2 separate regions of the Mus musculus genome follow, and region 1 is linked to region 2. A link is a contact called in public HiChIP or PLAC-seq data. All regions are on one chromosome and are shown on one strand. The core of a region is the stretch at or near the end of the contact, and the rest is flanking DNA. Distances in the headings are between cores, read along the strand shown. Region 1 holds the start of C920006O11Rik (RIKEN cDNA C920006O11 gene). Region 2 overlaps Fbxo9 (f-box protein 9).

Region 1 (6,612 bases), core at 2,100-4,599, 90 kb before region 2:
GTGAGCTGCCATGTGGGTGTTGAGAATTGAACTCAGGACCTCTGGAAGAGCAGCCAGTGCTCTTAATGGTTGAACCATTAAGCCCCTGGTCTGGGAAATATTCAATATAAGAAGGAAATTGTTTCTGAAACCGGCAGTCACACCCTGATGATGACTGCTCTGGTTGCTGGCGTTCCCTCCCTGTTATTAGTCTATTCTGAGATTTGTATGAGAAGCGCCTCACCCTTGTAGGTATTGCTGGGACACGTCCCCACTGGCAAACTGTGTATAGACTTTGTTCCGGTGAGTACAGTTACGAACAAAACTAACAGGAAACCTCTTTTCATTTGCCAGTGATCTAAGAATCTGATCTGAGGGCCAGAAAAAAGAAATCCCAAGGCTATGTCTTCATTACTTTTTATTAATGAAAATCTTCCAAAATAAATAAAATAGATTATAAACAGGCAAACACATCAAAAGCGAAGCATCCATAGATGGTGAAGTCCGAGAATTCTGGTCCAAACTTCTAACACAGCATTTACTTTCCCAAAGAAAAGAAAAGGAAGGCAGAATGTTTGCAAGTTTCTCTTCTAGAGACAAAACGGTCTGGAGTAGAATCATGTCTGCAAGACTCAGCTGATTCTGACCAAGACAGTTCTGTCCGTGGCCCCTTGAAACCTGTTTGGTATAAACTGGTGACCTCACACAAACTGACTGTGATCCTGAGTCGGTGCAGAATCCAAGGTAGCTGAAACTCTGGTCTTGTCCTTTTATTCCTCTCTAAGCATGGTTAATTAAGAGGGTACTTTAGAGTGAGTTCCAGGACAGCCAGGGTGATACAGAGAAACCCTGTCTTGAGAAGAAAAAAAAAAAAGGGTACTCCCGACTCTACGGCAGGGAGAGGGGGATGGGCTCGAGAGAATACAGAAATGGAATCATCCTTACTTATCTGCTGTAGGTCAGGATGAGACCATGAAATTGGGAAGAAAAAATTATTTCTTGGCTTGCATTCACTGTACTCCAGGGATGCATCTAGAAACACACCTCCTAGACTAAATTAGACCCGATGAGTCCTAGGTGTCTTGGGAGGGACAGGAGTGATCTAAGAAGTCCAAGTTACAGGTTGTCCCCACTGGTCCACCCCTCTCGTTTCCCATTTCTGTGAACATTGGGACTGATGGCAGTAACCCAGACCTGACTTTAAGTCAGGCAACATGTATATATAGGGGTTTGTAAGAATAGATTTTTTTTTTTTAAATCAAAGAGAGACAACAGGTAAGGGAGATGCCCTCTACAATGAACTCCTGCGTGCTCACAAGCAGAAGCACATGTGTACACACATGTGGGGCAGTGGGCATGGGGAATAAAGGGGTCGGAGAGAACCCAGGTCCTGTCAGAGTCCCAGTGCTCCTTAACCATTGTTTTCCAAGGAGGTCATTTGGATATCCTGTTCCTCCTGCTGTGACATTGAGAAAAGCAAAGAAACACCTGTTAAAACAACAACAACAACAACAACCAACCAACCAACCAAACCACAAATAAACCAACACAAACAGTTCCCCCAATCACAAGGTAGAAATCGGGCATATCCAAGGCATAGGACTTTCTGTGAGATAAGGGACTAGACTCAAGAGCCAAGGACAAGGTGGGGGAGGCGGGAATTATTCCCAGAGAATCCTCATTGATGGTCTCAATAATTACGTCAAGGGGTTGAAACAAGGAAAAGGCTGAGAAACCATCCTAGCCTTGGGGAAACTGAGGAAACATGACTAGATACACTGTGGGATACTGGATTGGTAAGAGGACTTTAGTAGAAACACTGAAATCATAATTAAGTCTGCTGCCCATTTACTTGCACACCAGTAACACTTTTCTTCTCAGTTTATCATGGTTATGTAAGGCGTTAGCACCCGGGAGGACTGAGGGCTCTGAGGTTCAACTTTACAACATTTTTATAAATCTCAAGTTATTCATAGTGTAAAGTCTACAGACCTTGTTTAGAGCAGCACCGAGACACATTAGTAAAAACTCCGCATGAGACAGACTGCTTTGAGGATAAAGCCTTGCAGATTTTTTGGTGGGTGTGATAACCTTTACCCGTTGGAAATAAATACCAAATCGTGGCACTCCCATATGAAACTATGTTAGGAGGAAAGACTCCCACAAACCAAGAGGAGGCAGGAGACATACCAAGCACACCCTAAAGCTGCACACATCCGGGTAAGGGCTGCACACAGAGTTATGCAATGTTTTGTTTGCTTGTATCTGAAAATCTCCACAGGAAGCTGAAGAATAGAACAAAAGCAAAACTTGCACTCGCAGGCCAGGAAACAAGGCTTCCAACCGTGCAACGCAGGTACAGAAAATTCACCTAGAGGGTGTATAATCAATAAAACTGACAAAATTTACATTACTTCCCTTTGTCCTTATTACCTGTTATCCCTCGTAGAAACCAAGGGTAACTTAAAAGGGGTAATGAATCCCGTTAATTACATCTTAGTTCAAAGAAAAGTCCCTAACAGGAAGGATCTTATGGCTGACCCGGACCAGTAGTGATGCGAAGAGAAGGCGTATTGTCTGGCTAATTTGTGAAAATACGGTGGGCTGGGTACAGCTCCAGCGGCAGCTAATGCCCGTCTCACGAACTCCATGCGACCTCTACTGTTAGGACAGTGGAGCTTGTGCCTCGACGTCACGATGGCTTTCGGCCTTTCTGGAAAACAAACGAACCAAACTAAACCAAAAACCAAACAACAAACCGAACAAACAAAAAACCCGAACGCAGTACAGAGCGGTAAAGCAAAGTCCTATCTTCATCCCAATTTTCTGGACATAACTGAATGTTCAGGATTTGGGAGGAGTGTTTTATTATTGTTGTTGCGTTTTCCCTCGCGCATTAAAAAGATGCCACCATTTTAACACGTGAAAGAAAGGACAGAACCCTTAGCCTTGGTTTTCAGTGTGTCACTTTCACATTCCGATTCAGGGAAGCTGGGGGGCATTCGTTGTAAAGGTATTAGCCTAGCAGTGCACATTATAAAGTTCTTGGACTTTGAGAAACTCAGGATTTTCCAAATTTAGCTACAAAGGGCACGGGAAGCCAACGGAGGGCCGGGTGCATCACACTGTTCTAGGAATTAGCTTTTTACTCGCTTCGGTGTGTCACTTCGGCCACAGAGGGAGACAGACGATTACGGCCCACGGAAGGCCGCGTGAGTCTCGTGAAGCTGGAGATGCGCTGGGTCTACCTTTCGCCGTCCGCTCCGCCTTGGCAGAGGCGCCGACACGCACCGAAGGCAGAGAACCCATCTCGTATGGGACCGCACCGGACACGGGCGCCTGGGCCAGGAGCAGAGCCGGGCCGTAGAATAGACATGGCCGTCGGGGGCGGGGCTTCGGAAGGTTTAACCAATCCAAACTGTTGTATTTTGCATAGCCCCAAAGCATTTTGGTTAACAGTAAAAACATCCTAAATTTAAGTATTTTAATTTAAACTTAGAACGAAGCGAGTATAAAAAGGATTATTTAACCCTAAAACGGATTCAGGATTTGTTATAATATCAAGTACAGTCGGCTACATAAGGTCACCACATGTGTAAAGTTACAAAATTCTATGGCCTTATATACCTACCAAGAGCCTGCTTACTCTCGGATGTGAGGGCGATCTGGCTGCGACATCTGTCACCCCATTGATCGCCAGGGTTGATTCGGCTGATCTGGCTGGCTAGGCGGGTGTCCCCTTCCTCCCTCACCGCTCCATGTGCGTCCCTCCCGAAGCTGCGCGCTCGGTCGAAGAGGACGACCTTCCCCGAATAGAGGAGGACCGGTCTTCGGTCAAGGGTATACGAGTAGCTGCGCTCCCCTGCTAGAACCTCCAAACAAGCTCTCAAGGTCCATTGTAGGAGAACGTAGGGTAGTCAAGCTTCCAAGACTCCAGACACATCCAAATGAGGCGCTGCATGTGGCAGTCTGCCTTTCTTTTGTAGTTCCTGCAATTTAATTTTCGTTTAAAACTTTATTTTATTCTTTAACTTAAAAAAAATATATATTTTTATTTTTTTAATTGGGTATTTATTTCATTTACATTTCCAATGCTATCCTATCCCAAAAGTCCCCCACACGCTTTCCCACCCACTCCCACTTCTTGGCCCTGTCATTCCCCTGTACTGAGGCATATAAAGTTTGCACGACCAAAGGGCCTCTCTTTCCACTGATGGCCGACTATGCAGCTAGAGACAGGAAAAAAATTTTTTTTTAATTAAAAATTTTTTAAATCTTTAAAAATTCTGTTATGTTAATAGATGTAAATAGAGATGTAAATATGTTTAAAAGGTGTGTGTGTGAGAGAGAGAGAGAGAATATGAGTTCAGGTGAAGGTTCCAAGCAGTCGTAACAAAGATTCTGTCTGGGAACAGTTCTACCCCACCTCTCTCTTTCTTCCTTCCTTCCTTCCTTCCTTCCTTCCTTCCTTCCTTCCTTCTTCCTTCCTCTCTCTCTCTCTCTCTCTCTCTCTTGTTTTAAACATTTATTTAGTTACTTGTTTGTTTGTTTCAGGTTTCCTCTGTGTGGCCCTAGCTGTTCAGGGACTTTCTCTGTAGACCAGGGTAGCATTGAATTTAGAGATCTGCCTGCCTCCCAAACTCTGGAAATAAGAGCATGAGCCTATTTACCAGTCCCTGCTTAAATTTATTTATTTAAAAAAATGTTATTAGGACAAATGCTATTACACTCGAAAAGGCAAACACCCAGGACAGGTAGGCTGTAACTTTAAGCTGCTGAAGGAGGAAAATGGAGAAGGTAATGAGCAAAGTCATCCCATTTAGTCTAGCACGGATAAGTGGCTTCATGGTGGGAGAGGGAACTTTAGAGAAAGAGTAAGAAGACCCAAAATGCTGGGGAAGCCCAAGCATTATGGAAGCATGCTTAGATTAGAAAAGAGAGAAGAAATCACACTTTTCTGTATAATTTAGAAAAGCAGGCAGATTGGTGACCCTGTAGACTGACATTCTGAAAATGAAAAGACAATGTCTCATTGTAAGGCTAATTGTTCTGCCTCATTAGCATGAATTACAGTAAACTCCCTAGAGTGGTTCTTTCACTGAGTGATTGACTTGGCCCAACTAGCTCATCAGGTTCTATTCTCTTGACCAGAAGGAATTTTATCTTAATACACGTTTATTACTACACACTAATATCCATCCCCCTCAAAAGGTAACCCTAACTAAAAATCAGGGATTAGCACCCTCATTAACACTTCTGGCAAGGACAAGGCTGTCAAGAGGCCCCGATATCATTTTTAGTTTTTAGTTTTTATTGCATTTTAACATTTTTATTTATATATGCACCACATGTGTATCTGATGCCGGAGGAGCTGAGAAGAGTGTGTTGGATCTCCTGAAACTGGGAGTTCCTGATGGTTGTGAACCACCAAAGGGTTGCCAAGAACACAGAACTCTGGTCCTCTCTAAGTGTAACAAGTGCTCTAAACCACTCAGCTGTCTCCCCAGTCTTTCATTTCTGGCTCTTAGCCAAGAAAAAAAAATGGTTATTTTTCTTGGGGTCTTATTACCCTAAGCTGCCTAGTTAGTTTCTACCTCTTGTTCTTGTCAGGGGCGACCTTAAATGCCATCAGGAATTGGGGTGATGAGTGACCTTGTTTCTCCCAAGTGATTGGGAACACTGGGTGTGACAGTGGGGTACCCCTAAAGTACATCAGTGTTTTTTGCTTGTATAATTCTGAAGTATAGGGAAGAATGGGTGTCAGGAAAAAGACATGGGGGAGAAGTAAGTAAGAGTGTGTTGTCTGCATTATGAGTTCTAGAAAAGGCATCAGGAGAAGTCAGAACAGAGGATGTTTTTAAAATGTCCAAGTCAAAATCCACTGGAACTCAGGATGTTTTTTGGCCCTGGGTTGGCTCTTGGAATGACCAGAATCAAGGTGAGGTCCCTTCCAGATAGCTTCTGGGGAGGGAGAGAGGAGGGGAGGGAGGGAGGGAGAGAAGGAAGTTACCCATCACTTAATTTCTACGTTAAACAATCAATCTGTCTATCTCTTGGCTGCAGGTAGGGGCTGCAAGTAGTGAACTGAGCTCAAGTCATAACATCCATATCTGGGTAGCATTTTTTTTCTTAGCAAGAAAAACGTCCTTAGTGAGAAATAATTGTATAAATAACATCTCATATAGGCTTAAGCCTGAGGTCTGGGGAGTGCCATCCCTTGGACTATTAAAGAAACATTGTTTTAGTCTTTGCTTATACTTTTGTTGTGTAGTAATTTCCTCTGAGATAGAACCTTACATTTTCCATCTCCTTAAGACAGGATGTTAAAGGGAAAACATTCTATCCTATAAAGAAACCCATTAATTCAGGAAGTAAACAACTCAAAGGTTTTAGGAAGTCCCTGAAACCAACCAGATACACTAAGCCCCTCCCTCTCCAAACATATGAGCAGTAAAGCCTGTTGAGAGACATTCTCAGACAAGTTGAGCTGCCTAAAAGACAGTCTCTAACTTGTTGAGTTAATAGAACTTAAACTGGGAGATCCAATTCCTATAATATTTACTCAATGAGTTAGAGTACTCAGAACATGAATTTCCTGGAATATACTGCCAGTACTCTGTAAACTATGAGTTT
Region 2 (6,447 bases), core at 496-2,995:
AAAATATTCATTTGCTTCTAAGGACTTTAACTTAGCTTTTTACATTGATTGATGCTGTGCTTTCTTACCTAGAGACCCTGAAATCTGGCGTCTGGCTTGCTTGAAAGTGTGGGGCAGAAGCTGCATGAAGCTCGTTCCATACGCGTCCTGGAGAGAGATGTTTCTAGAACGGCCCCGAGTTCGGTTTGATGGTAAGTTGGGCGGACTCAAGCGCTCAGGAGTAATCATAATCTACAATGTAATTTTGATAAAACGTGGTTTTCATTTTTTGTAATGGACCTAAGTGCCTATGAACGTAACTGAGGGAAGCAGCACTAAAAATAGAGCGGGGTGTGCTATGCGATTGTCACGTGACTTTTACTTATGGACTTTAAAGGAACGTCTGGTTTTTTGTAGGAGTGTACATCAGTAAAACCACGTATATTCGCCAGGGAGAGCAGTCACTTGATGGTTTCTACAGGGCGTGGCACCAAGTGGAATATTACAGGTACAGCTGCTGTAAAGTGCGTGAGTGGGAAATTCTCAAGTGTCTTAGGTTTTGGATCTGCTTTCTGTTGCTCATGATTTATCCACAAAACGGTCCTCGGTATTTTTTAATCTAATATTATGACAGGAACCGCACTCAAAAACCTAAAGGTTATTTATAAGTTGTATAATCCCTCCAGTTCCTAGTAGCCCTCCTGAGCCCCTCTCCTCTGTCCTTATACTGTGACCTATAAGGCCTGTCCCAGCCTTTGTTCAGCACGTGGGTATGCAGCTGAGAAATAGGTAGGGTAGTGTCTGTCACTGTGTATAGTTACTGGGTCTTGCTTTGTCAGGCATTAATTAGTGCCCCAGGAAAACACAGACTTTAGTCTAAGAGACAAGTTTAAAGTTTATTTGGTGAGTGAAATGAAAGGTCAACACACCCCAAGGAGTTACAGGCTAGGCTCTCCCGTGTAGCCTGCCACTGGGTCCTGGCTGCCTTCCTGTCTTACCCACGCTTTGCTGATGGGGTTCAGTCTGGGTTTCACAGCTCCGGCTAAGTGTAGAGACCGCAAGCTAAGGTCATGTTTTGTACTGTGTGTGGGGCTAAGTAGAGACTGCAAGCTAAGGTCATGTTTTGTACTGTGTGTGGGGCTAAGTGTAGAGACTGCAAGCTAAGGTCATGTTTTGTACTGTGTGTGGGGCTAAGTGTAGAGACTGCAAGCTAAGGTCATGTTTTGTACTGTGTGTGGGGCTAAGTAGAGACTGCAAGCTAAGGTCATGTTTTGTACTGTGTGTGGTGGTGTCTGGTTCCTTCTCATGTAGATACATGAGATTCTTTCCTGATGGCCATGTGATGATGTTAACCACCCCCGAGGAGCCTCCGTCCATCGTTCCCCGGTTAAGAACCAGGAACACCAGGTAGTGTTTCTATATGGCCTTCTACCTAGTCCACATTTCCTTATTTATCCTAAGACAGCGCTTTTATGGCTTAATAATGCATGTCATAAAAGGCAGTCCTGAGGCTGGGGGCTGGGGTGGGGTCTCGGGAAGCCTGTCCTGCAAGGCCTATGCAAGCTCGTTCTCATCCCAGTGCTGTGTGTGGGCGAGTGGGGGAAGGGGCACTGGGACGCCGCGTTCTAGGTGCTCAGATAAGTATAACTGGCTGTTTTAAGGTGTGCTTATTATTTCTTAGAACGGATGCAATTCTGCTGGGTCATTACCGCTTGTCACAAGATGCAGACAATCAGACCAAAGTCTTTGCTGTAATAACTAAGAAAAAAGAAGAAGTGAGTATGCACTGTGGAGCCGGGGCTGCCCTTACCACAGCTGTCCATCCACCCATTCTCAGCTAGGAAAGAGAAACAATCCCCAGACGGTTTTGCCACAAGAGCTGGACGTTTATGCACATCAGTGTGTTTGCCCTTCCAGAAAGCCACCCTAGGGTCCTCACGCACGGGAATACAGTACCAGGATCTCCTACATCCGACTCCTGTCTCTGTTAACGGGGCTGCTACTGTCTCTGCTGCTCGTACAGGCCACTCTTCTGCCAGGAGACTTGCAGAGAGAGCATTTTACCAGAAAAAAGCTTCCCTCTTCTGTTTCTGTGAAGAAAGAATAAATGCCCAGTAAATGTGATTATATATACATATATATCATGGTCTATGGTGCTCTAAATTCTTGGTGGATTGAAGAGCTAATATTTTTTGCAACTTTCTCTAGATTCCTTTGTCTAGTCCTGGTTCAGAGACATCGTACATACCTGCCACATCAGTTGGGCAGTGGTTAGAGCAAGTGTAGGCTGTTGTCCACATAAGTAGTGGGGCTCGTAGGTTCATTCTCCCTTCCTGTTGTCAGGTAGTGAGACGCTGCAGGGTTTTATCTGTGAGTGATGTCGTGACACCAGGGCACTGGCTTTCCTGCCTCCTCTGATGGGCTCCTGGGATGCTGTAGTGCTTTCCACGTGTTCCCACGTGGCACGTCAGTATCCTTCTATAAGGAAGCCAGTCACAGTGTTCACAGTGTGCAAAAGAACAGTCAGAGTGAGATCCATCACACCTGTTCATCTGTGACTGTCTTGCTGCTGTTGCAAAACATGACTTGTACGCTACACTTTATATATAAATGTATAGAAGAAAAGATAAGGTCTGACTGTGTAGCCTGACTGGCCTGGAACTCGCTGTGTAGACATGGGAGTCCTCAGATTCCCAGAGATCTGCCTATCTCTGCCAGATTACAGGCTCAAGCTGCCAGGATCTGCCTGTCCTTGGCAGCACACGGATTGAAGGTGCGAGCTGTCACGCCTCTCTCCAGGCTTCCTAGTCACCAAAGGAGAAAGAAAGTTTTATTCCTGAAACTGCTAGGTAACTCTAGCTGGTGGGGAGGAAACCTGGTGTTTTACCTACCGCTTCTTGGAACACTCATAGGTTTACATGTGGTACTCAGGGTGACCTGCAATGTGTAACAGGTTATCTGCAATGTGAATCTCACATTATATATTCCTCTAATGGTTATCCTAGCTCACGAACCTTTTCTTTACAGAAGCCACTTGACCATAAATACAGGTATTTTCGTCGTGTTCCTGTCCAAGAGGCAGATCACAGCTTCCATGTGGGACTGCAGCTGTGCTCCAGTGGCCACCAGAGGTTCAACAAACTCATCTGGATCCACCACTCTTGTCACATCACTTACAAGTAGGTGAACGCAGTGAAGAGTGCTCCACAGTTAGGGCCACTTGTTGATTTTCCAGAGGACCCAGGTTCAGTTCCCAGCTCCCTCATGTTAGCTTACAACTCTTCTGACCTTCATAGGCACAAGGCACACATGTGGTGTACACATGTGTGTAGGCAAAAGAACCATGTACAATTTTAAAAGAAACTTAAAAAAAAAAAAGAATGCCTAAACTAGCATGAAGTAGACTTTTATGCTAACCCCTCCCCCGCAAAAAAGGGGGCGCTCCATCCTAGGGCTGCTGAGGTCTCTTTAGGCTGGAGATTCATTTTTGGGAATTATACAATCATTTTAAAAATTATACTTATAGAAATTATGTCTGTTAAAATGGTGCTCAGTGTAGCCCACAGCCAAATACATTAGGTAGGTGACACCCAGGTAAAGCTCTTTATTTAAACATTTCTTTATTGGTTATTTTGTTTATTTACATTTGTCATCCCCCTCCTGGTTTCCCCTCCGAAAACCCCTATCCCACCTCCCCCCAATCCCTGCTTCCATGAGGGTGCTCCCCTGCCCACCCACCTGCTACCGCCCTCTATGTAAAGCTCTTAATTCTGTTTGGTAGGGTTTTTTAATTAGTAATTAATTAAGAGCATCAAAAAAGAACAGTACAGAAGTAAGAAAGAGTTTAGAAGAGACAGGAACCACCTGGTCATGTGACTGCCAGTTAGCAGGTGTCGAGCTTGAAGGAAGACTGGTGTTCTGGGCTCCCCACGCAGGTCAAATCCAGAGTTCTGAGAGGGAGGTTTTGAACAGGCTCCCAATCCGCTCTGCAGTCCTGACTGCGCGGTGATGGTCTCCATCACATTTCCACTGTGTGGATGACTTCAGTACTCATGTGGAGGCTCCGTCTACCAAGCCCGGCTGTGTCCTCACAGCCCAGGCCTTCCCTTCTCCATTTAGTTTGTGATCTGATGCAGTGAGTCCAGAGTAAAACCCAGAAGGAGAAGGAAGCCACAGTTTGTGCTTGCCCCTGTAGGAAGTGAGAATTGTCTTTTAGAAGGAAAGCGCTCCAGAGCAGGTACAGATTGCAGCTGTTGGTGACTGTGGTTTTCTGCTTTGGTTGATGTCTCCTCGGGAGTGTATAATACAGCTGTGGTAGCATAATTAGATAATTAGTGATCCCCTCAGCCCGCACACACTTACACATTTGCTATTGATCCCATACCAAATCATTAGTTCTCTTGTAATGATAGGGCTTTTTTTTTTTTTTTTTTTTTTTTTTTTTGGTTTTTCGAGACAGGGTTTCTCTGTGTAGCCCTGGCTGTCCCGGAACTCACTTTGTAGACCAGGCTGGCCTCGAACTCAGAAATCTGCCTGCTTCTGCCTCCCGAGTGCTGGGATTAAAGGCGTGTGCCACCACACTTGGCTGCCTTTTTTTTTTTTAAAGATTTATTTATTATTATACATAAGTACACTGTAGCTGTCTTCAGATGCACCAGAAGAGGGCGTTAGCCTCATTACAGATGGTTGTGAGCCACCATGTGGTTGCTGGGATTTGAACTCAGGACCTTCAGAAGAGCAGTCAGTGTTCTTAACTGCTGAGCCATCTCTCCAGCCCCGATAGGGCGTTTTTTAAAAAAAAAAAAAAAACAGTTTAACAAGGGCTACAGATTATAGTCTCTGATTGGGAATTCTCTTAGGAATATGTTGAAAGTCATAATGAAGAATAACACATTCTTGACGAATAACACATTATTTTAATTGTCAAATATCAGAAACAACCTAAATTTCCAAAAGAATAATTATTAAGTTAAATTATGATATAAGCAGGGATCATAATATTATGCAGCCAATAAAAAGAGTTTCTGGCATACACTAGCAAGATTTCGCTGAAAGGACCCAGATATAGCTCTTTCTTATGAGACTATGCCGGGGCCTAGCAAACACAGAAGTGGATGATCACAGTCAGCTATTGGATGGATCACACGGCCCCCAATGGAGGAGCTAGAGAAATTACCCAAGGAGCTAAAGGGATCTTCAACCCTATAGGTGGAACAATATGAACTAACCAGTACCCCGGAGCTCTTGTCTCTAGCTGCATAAGTATCAAAAGATGGCCTAGTCGGCCATCACTGGAAAGAGAGGCCCATTGGACTTGCAAACTTTATATGCCCCAGTACAGGGGAACCCCAGGGCCAAAAAGGGGGAGTGGGTGGGTAAGGGATTGGGGGGGTGGGTACGGGGGACTTTTGGGATAGCATTGAAAATGTAAACGAGGAAAATACCTAATTAAAAAAAAAGTTTCTGAAGGGAGTTCTTAAATGTTTTTCACTCTGCCTCCACTGTGTAGACCTTAAACTCACACCGTACAAGCAGGCCGGGAGTTTAAGTACACTGGGACTTCTCATTCTGGTGTTTTGCACTTTGTTTCCAGAGCAACTGGTGAGACTGCAGTGAGTGCTTTTGAGATTGACAAGATGTACACGCCCCTGTTGTTCGCCAGAGTGAGGAGCTACACTGCCTTCTCGGAAAGGCCTCTGTAGAGCCACACCAGCATGTCACTGCTGCATGAGCAGAAGCATAGAGCGCTGGGACACCTAAGTTATATGTACATAGACACACGCATGTAGATAGACATGCATATATACATACATGGAGTTGGAGCTTACTTTAAGTTGTTGGAATTCCTTTAAGAAGAGTATAAATTATTTTTTTTATTTAAAAGGATAGTTGATTCCTGGGGTACTTTGTTTTGAAATTAGAAGTTGTTAAGGACACTTTTGTTGTAATAAATGTTGATGTAGAGTTGAAATCATGTTTTCAAGCAGGTTTCTGAGCAGATCTGTCACATCCACTGCCTTGTGCCTGAGCATCCTCAACACACATAGGTCAGGGAGCACACTGGAGAGTTCTTATTCCCGCATGACTTAGTGGCTTTGCATCATACTCAAAATGTGAAACCTGTTCTGGATTTGTTTGAAACTGTTCAATAAAGATCATAAATAAATGTTTCTTTCAAGGAAATATGTGTGGATGGCCTTTAACAGTGTGAGAGTGTTTAATGAATGGTCCCGGGATAGCCAACAGAGGCATCAGGAACACTGCGTCAGCCATTGCTGGCCTTTACCTTTGACTCCAAACCTTGGCACGCCTAGTCTCATCTAGGCAACTTACAGATATGTAAGTGTGAAACAGTGAAGTCAGGCTGGGACTCAGCAAGCTCAAGCAGCTGACTATGGGGTCTTTCTTCACAAATGAACATTTGCGCGTCACATAAATCACCTGTGGAGATGAAGGGGCAGATATGGT

Evidence for each region. HiChIP or PLAC-seq counts read pairs in DNA pulled down with a chosen protein or histone mark.
Region 1: a contact with region 2 is called in an H3K27ac HiChIP or PLAC-seq map of the HPC-7 cell line, with 5 times the contacts expected there. The contact joins the promoter of C920006O11Rik here to the enhancer-like site in region 2. A contact is called at or near these places in 1 of 15 datasets of contacts at CTCF or cohesin (CD8 T cells), 2 of 484 Hi-C or Micro-C datasets (the HPC-7 cell line and embryonic stem cells), 5 of 115 datasets of contacts at active chromatin or transcription factors (the HPC-7 cell line, embryonic stem cells and memory CD8 T cells) and 3 of 9 other capture datasets (adipose tissue, embryonic stem cells and liver).

What each region holds. Positions count from the first base shown.
Region 1 is chr9:78,172,651-78,179,262 of GRCm38.p6, reverse strand. C920006O11Rik (RIKEN cDNA C920006O11 gene) reads right to left here and starts at 3,349. Exons shown (of 4, transcript NR_040401.1): 1 at 3,228-3,349; 2 at 2,521-2,692; 3 at 2,170-2,264; 4 at 381-1,438. Rn7sk (RNA, 7SK, nuclear) reads left to right here and starts at 3,630; the gene lies at 3,630-3,961.
Region 2 is chr9:78,081,214-78,087,660 of GRCm38.p6, reverse strand. Fbxo9 (f-box protein 9) reads left to right here. Exons shown (of 13, transcript NM_023605.2): 8 at 73-191; 9 at 397-487; 10 at 1,291-1,386; 11 at 1,661-1,754; 12 at 3,007-3,158; 13 at 5,573-6,162. The coding sequence ends at 5,681. Among named protein-coding and RNA genes, the nearest start is that of Fbxo9, 24 kb to the left of the region's middle. Within about 2 kb of position 1,745, at least 61 of the 459 cell types and tissues checked have an H3K27ac peak or open chromatin away from gene starts, as enhancers often do. A contact at or near this core is called in the HPC-7 cell line, where this site is marked.